Linked DNA regions of Rattus norvegicus: region 1 is linked to region 2. A link is a contact called in public Hi-C data. All regions are on one chromosome and are shown on one strand. Each heading gives the region's core, a stretch centred on a gene start, on an enhancer-like site or on the middle of the called end of the contact. The rest is flanking DNA. Distances are from core to core; before and after follow the strand shown.

Region 1 (3,191 bases), core at 459-2,958, 450 kb after region 2:
GATTCATGTTCACTGTCCATTTAGCCAAAGTTACGTGTTTGGACCTAAGTGGTCACCTTTCATTCTTACTACAGGGACTTGTCAGTTAGGGGTGACTTGCTAAGTTATTGCTGATTTGCTGATTGTGAAGAAAGATGGAGGAAAAAAGTAAGTGCCATGGGCCAGCTCTCGGGCTTTCAGCCATCGTGAAGAGGTGGGATTGCTACCTGTAAGAGGGAAACCTGAAAGAATGGCTTGGGTGGAGCTTGAGGTGTGCCAGGCTAAGAGAGCGTTGTCCACGAAGGCCAGGACATCTGTCACACTCGAAGTCCTGAGTTCTGTGTTTTATAATTGGGCTCATTTTCTTTCATCTATCTAGTTTCACTTATGAATTTTTTTTATTCATTTGCTTTGTCCTTATATCAGCCAAGGGGCAGAGCAGATGGCAGTCCTTGGTTCATCGTAGCTTGACACCTGGCGTGGTGGCCAGAGCTGTTTTATGCCCAGGATTAAAAAAATAAAAATAAAATAAAATCTAGGCACGCAGTGTGGGAGGAAGACAGAGACATGAGGATTGTCATTCCATCCATCCACAGACCTGCCCTCAAGCCTGGCATGGGCGGGCCACTGACACTTGCCTGCCACCATACCACATAGTACAGCAGGAGGTTATCACCCAGGGGTCTGCCAGCAACATGGCCAGCCTGCAGTGGGGGCCAGCATAATGTGTGAGCATGTGGTGGTCAGATGGGAGACAAAGAGAAGTGGAGTAGCTTGAGCGTTATGAAGAGAGATGGAACTGGAGACTCAGGGGTAGAGAGGTATAGCTTGTTGTGGGTGGCCAGCCTCGTCACCTGTGGTGTGGTGAGGTCCCAGGCCTAGCTGCTGCTGAAGGCCATAATTCCTGTTCATGGCTACACAGCAACAGGGCTTGGTGTCCTGGTCCATGGCACATACTACGTCTAAAGAACATGGGGAAGTCCCTGGTCAGGGCAGCCGCCGGGGACCACATGGCTCTCCAGGGACTGTGCAGAACTGGCCCCACTCCTCACTGGCTATGGCACGCTGGAGAGCTGGCTTCCATTTGTCACCAGTGGCAGCACTCAGGAAAGAAGGCCCAGGGTCTCACCAAAGCAGTACAGTGGTGCTGGCCCTGGTGGCAGCAATGTGGGTAAGCTGCCCAGAGGACATGTGTGGGAGAGCTGACACTGCCAGTTGGCTACCGTGGGGTGGCATGGGTGCTGAGGTGATGGATGGGTGTCGCACATGAGATTAGGAGAGCTAGCCCTGTCCTCTCACTGGCTGTAGCACTTGGGAGAGCGGACACTGAACCTCACCCAGGCAACATACTGGAGCTGGCCCCTGATGAAGAAGGTATGGGTGAGCCAGCTTTGAGACCTTGAGAGTGGGAGAGCTGGCCCAGCCCCTTGCAGGCTGTATTACTTGGGATAGTGAGCCCCAGGCCTTGACTGGAGCAGCACAGTGGAGGTGTGGGTTCGGGTCAACTGGTAGAAGACATGAGAAAGGAGAGGTGACCCTGCCTTCTGCTGATGGTGTCACTGGACGGCCTCGTTGGAGCAGGCTGGAGCGCTGACCACCTCAGCTACCAGCCAGTCCCAGTCCTAGGGCTCTGAGTTGGCCCACTTCCAATCTACATCCTCTGAGAACAGCTGGGATGTGTGAAAGGGCTGGTCCTGTTGCTCCAAAGCTATAGGATCTCCATGACACCAGGAAACAACAGGGAGGGGCCTTGGTGAAAACCCAATATTGATGGTGCCACAGAAGCCAGAGACCTCGAACCAGACCGATGACTCATTGTAATGAACATTTGCAAATTAAGATGTGTGGACAGAGGGATACACTGTGGGATACACTGGGACATACTACAGCCTCTATGATGAGATTTCTTTTCTATGCTTTGTGTGCATGTGATTTATTGGGGGAGGGTTTCAAGGGCAAAGGGCAGATATGAGGGATGGGGAGATGAATGGGACTGGGGTGCATGATGTGCAACTCACAAAGAACGGATGAAAACTTTGAGAGAAGAAGGAACACAGAGTCCTGCAAGGTGGTTGGTAGACCCAAATGAGCATTTGAACATGATTGCAATCCCTCAGCAAGGGTCCCTAAGGTTAGAGTTTGCCTTTTCTCCTGTCTCTGATAGACAGAACTGACCTTCATGCCAGTCTCTGTTTGGGACTCAAGAAAGCAAAGAACGCCTACAAATCCACAGGAGGGAAGGGAAGCCCGTGTTTCCTCGAATCCCTTCTTACATTGGATGTGCTAGTTTAATTGAGCCAGGACTTGGTGATTTTTGACAAATTAAAAATAGTATTCCATTTGTCTGTGAGGAAGAGCCGAGGACAGCCCTGAAATCGGCAATGATACCCAGGCATGATGACTCGAAGTGCGTGTGTGTTGGGGCCTGTGGTCAAATGCCGAGTTCCCCTGGTTTTCAGGAGACGAGTAAACAGAGTAGAGTAGCTCTGAGTGTTATTTTACAAGTGAGAACACTGAGAATCTAGAAAGTTATCCAACCTGCTGTTAGGTCGTCGGGTCTGTAGGCTAAACAGGTTTATTTTCACCTAAACTTATGCTCTTCCCTCTTTTAAGTCTGTCACATGCTACGGGTGACAGTGCAAACCACAGAGGGCCCCAGATTACATTTTAAAGCTAGAGTCCTTGCCATGGCTGCACTTACTATATAGCTGCCTTCTGTAAAAGAAGACTTTTTCTGTGTCTAAAATGAAGGCGATGTTATCTGTCTTACTGTTCTATTGCTGTGAAGAGACACACTATGACCAGGGAAAATTTTAAAAATGGCATTTAGTAAAGGGCTTGCTTACAGTCTCAGGGGTTTAATCAGGGAAGCATGGTGGCAGGCAGGCCTGGTGTTGGGCAGTAGCTAAGCGTTTACATCTCAAACTCCAGGAGGGAGGCAGAGACAGAGAGAGAGAGAGAGAGAGAGAGAGAGAGAGAGAGAGAGAGAGAGAGAGAGAGACTGGTCCTGGCTTGGGTGTTTGAAACCCAAACTCTACTCCCAGTGACACACCTCTTCCAACGAGGCCATAACTCCTAATAGTTTATAAATAGTCCACCAGCTGGGAAGCAAACATTCACACACTCCCATTGATACTATGGGAGCCAACCTCAGTCAGAACACCATAGCATCTGGATCTACTCTATCTGTCAAGGAGTGAGAGCCATGTGTC
Region 2 (2,921 bases), core at 105-2,604:
GACAGTGGGAAAACAGGACAACCTCCTAAGTGGTCACAATAGATCCCTGTAAGACTAGGGAGCATAATATTAGAAGGGATTGCAGTTAAGTCAAAATCATTAATGAAAGAATTATCTTGATTGCTTTCAACTTCAGAATGGCTACTTGAATAGCACCATCATCTACAAATTATGAATGAAATTCTGTGTTGCTTTGTAGAACGGAACAATCCTTTTTATATAACTAAATATTTTATGATATCCTAACCAAGATTTATTGGTGAAAATTCTATCATGATTAATAGAAATCTTCAAATCTTAGGTCATGATCTACTTTAGTCTGCTAATGAGGTTAAAGACATTACCATTGGGTATGAAAGTATAATTTCCTGTCTACCAATTCTATATTTTAATTCTAGCTGAACTACATACATTGTTTTGAGGAGCTTACATGACACTAATAATAGTAACAATTACTTAAGCCTATATAGTATTTTTCTATGTCTTTACATCAGTTATATAATAGGGCTGTAAACATTGAAAGTCAGTAATGCTTTTATGCACATGAGAATTCAGGTGAGTAGATGCTGAGGCTAGTAGCTGATGATGCCGGAACTCTGGCCCACTGTGCAGCTCTGCCCATCTATGGCAGTGCTTTGGTTTAATAAGAGCTCAAATCTGGCCCTGTCAGTAGACACTAGCGTGTCTCTGTGCTGGAGGTCCTTGCTTTAAGGGCTCATCCCCTGTCCTTCAGGAATGTGTAGTCTACGGAAACATTACAGCCTGTGTTGGAATGTATGTTCTCGAGCTTGGTGATGTAGACCCTTAGGCCAGAGGTGGGGGGGGCGGGTACCTTCAAGATTCCATACAGCCTCCTTCTCAATTGCCCCTCTGTTCAGGTAATGAGAGCCCACCTCTCAATCCACTCCATTTCAAGGCTACTTGGTTTACGTAGAGGAATTTGTTCTTCAGTGTAATAAAATGCTATTAGTTACATAAGTTCCAAACTTGTAGAAAGTCAAAGATTTTTCTACAGGAGGGGCCGATTCTTTCCTTGTTTAAGACTTAAACCTTCTGAGCAGTTTGTTTCCAGAGCAAAGCTAAGTCAGTGTGCTTCTCTATACCTACACTAGGTGGCAGCAGAGAAAAGATAACAGTGTCTATTTTGCCTAAGACAAAAGCGTGAGGTCTGTGGTATCTCCTCTTTACAGAAATGGATGAGGAAGTGTTGGTTTTCTACTGGAAAACGGCAGGAAGGAAGAAGTGTTGGCCAACTAAGCGAGCTTTCCTCCATTCTTCTCCCCCCTTTACCATGTCTTACAGTCAGGCACCTCCACTGTAACACAGTGGGCTGGATAATTAGAAGATATATTCCTAAAACAGCAGCTAGGGGACTAAGCATGGTGGCACATGTGTCTGTAATCCCAACACTTGAGAGTCAAAGGGAAAGGGACTGAGAGTGAGGCCAGCTTGTGGTGCATAGCCATGGTGAGGTCGGTCCTCAACCAGGCCAGCAAGCGACCTCCGCAGGTAAAGGTTTCTGCAGCGCTGCCTGCCAACCTGATTCCAATCCCGGATCCACTCGGTGGAAAGAAAGATCCAAATCTCACAGATTGTCCTCCAGCCTCCACACATGTGCCATGGTGCAATCACGTGTGTAAGTGTGCACGTCCTCACACATACACATACATAAATCTAACCCAAGGTACAGCTCTGTCCTCCAGACCGAGTGCCTTCAATCCCTCAGTCGATCACTCTTCTTGCTGGGAGCTCAGCCCACAGGGAAAGCAGTGTCCAGTGGCTCTCCCCAGTGGGTCTCTCTAAAGCACTTAAACTCCAGCCTCACGGTTCCCCCAAATTTCTTTGTAATCTGGCCTTTGTCAACTCCAATCTGTTTCTGTCTCTTTTCCTGTCCCTGGACATTTGTTCATTTGCACTATGGCTGTGCTCGGCTGGTGGGGGTGGGGGTGGGGTCTTTATTGCACCCTGTGTCTATGACTTGCTTTCTGAAGTGTATTTTGTTTTTATTTTGGTGTGGAGAAGCCGTGTTAAGCTGTGTTTCCTTTCTAAAGTCCTTGTGGCTGGGCCATCAGCTAGAGTTCCTTTCTGGCCCTGAGTGTACCAAGTGCTGTCCGGTTGGTCCTGCAGTCTGGGTGCTCTTTGGCTCTCGTCTTTGAACTAAAGATGACTGCTTTTTTTTTTTTTTTTTTTTTTTTTTTTTTTTTTTTTTTTTTTTTTTTGGTTTGCCCTGCAACCTTTGAATTTAAAAATGACTTCCCTCGGAGGTAGTCATCGATCCAGGAAATCATTCTTCTTTCTCTGTAATTTTACTACACAGGTATTTTCAAATCTTTAATTAAATACTGTTTAGCTTTGAACGGTCAGAAACTTTGAGGTAAATGGAGTTGTATTGAGTATGTTTTACTGTAACTTGCCTTTTTATTTCATATAAAAAAAAAACCCTGAGATGTATGTATAACGTGACCTGACCTACTTATATAGTGTGCAGAGCTGTGTTCTCCTCGACTTCACTGCCGTGTGGTGTCTCAGTGACTTTACCTCACAGCCAGTCTCTACAGTATAGCTTAGCGTTGGTTACAAAGTGCTATGCGCACTGCTGACAATATGGAGGAGCACTCTGGTGTTTGCAATGGTGTTTCTTACCGTTTCCACTTTTCCCTCGGATAATGAGTTTATGAAGGCAAGCCCATTAGCCATTAGGGTCTCACGTCTGTAGATGTTTTCATGGAATTTCTGTTTTCTACATTTCCGTGGATAAGCTTGTGTATAGATTTTAGATATCCGCCCGTTCCTGTATTCAACATCGTAATGATCCTCATGGCGGCACAACTCTCCCACAGCAGCTGTGATCACAAGTGCCTTTCCCCTCGCTGGCAGCTTCTGCTTTTCTGGTTTTTCAGATGCTCTTCTCCACCTCTGGT

The links. A called contact is a pair of places that touch in the nucleus more often than the background predicts.
Region 1: a contact with region 2 is called in a Hi-C map of Schwann cells, with 5 times the contacts expected there. The contact joins two enhancer-like sites. A contact is called at or near these places in 11 of 12 Hi-C or Micro-C datasets (the A7r5 cell line, the Rat2 cell line, Schwann cells and 6 more) and 1 of 1 datasets of contacts at active chromatin or transcription factors (oligodendrocytes).

Annotation. Positions count from the first base shown.
Region 1 is chr7:36,319,548-36,322,738 of GRCr8, forward strand. No RefSeq gene overlaps it. Among named protein-coding and RNA genes, the nearest start is that of Cs-ps1, 170 kb to the right of the region's middle. Within about 2 kb of position 1,709, at least 1 of the 93 cell types and tissues checked has an H3K27ac peak or open chromatin away from gene starts, as enhancers often do. A contact at or near this core is called in Schwann cells, where this site is marked.
Region 2 is chr7:35,872,362-35,875,282 of GRCr8, forward strand. All of the region lies in intron 9 of Poc1b (POC1 centriolar protein B), which reads left to right. Among named protein-coding and RNA genes, the nearest start is that of Galnt4, 62 kb to the left of the region's middle. Within about 2 kb of position 1,355, at least 1 of the 93 cell types and tissues checked has an H3K27ac peak or open chromatin away from gene starts, as enhancers often do. A contact at or near this core is called in Schwann cells, where this site is marked.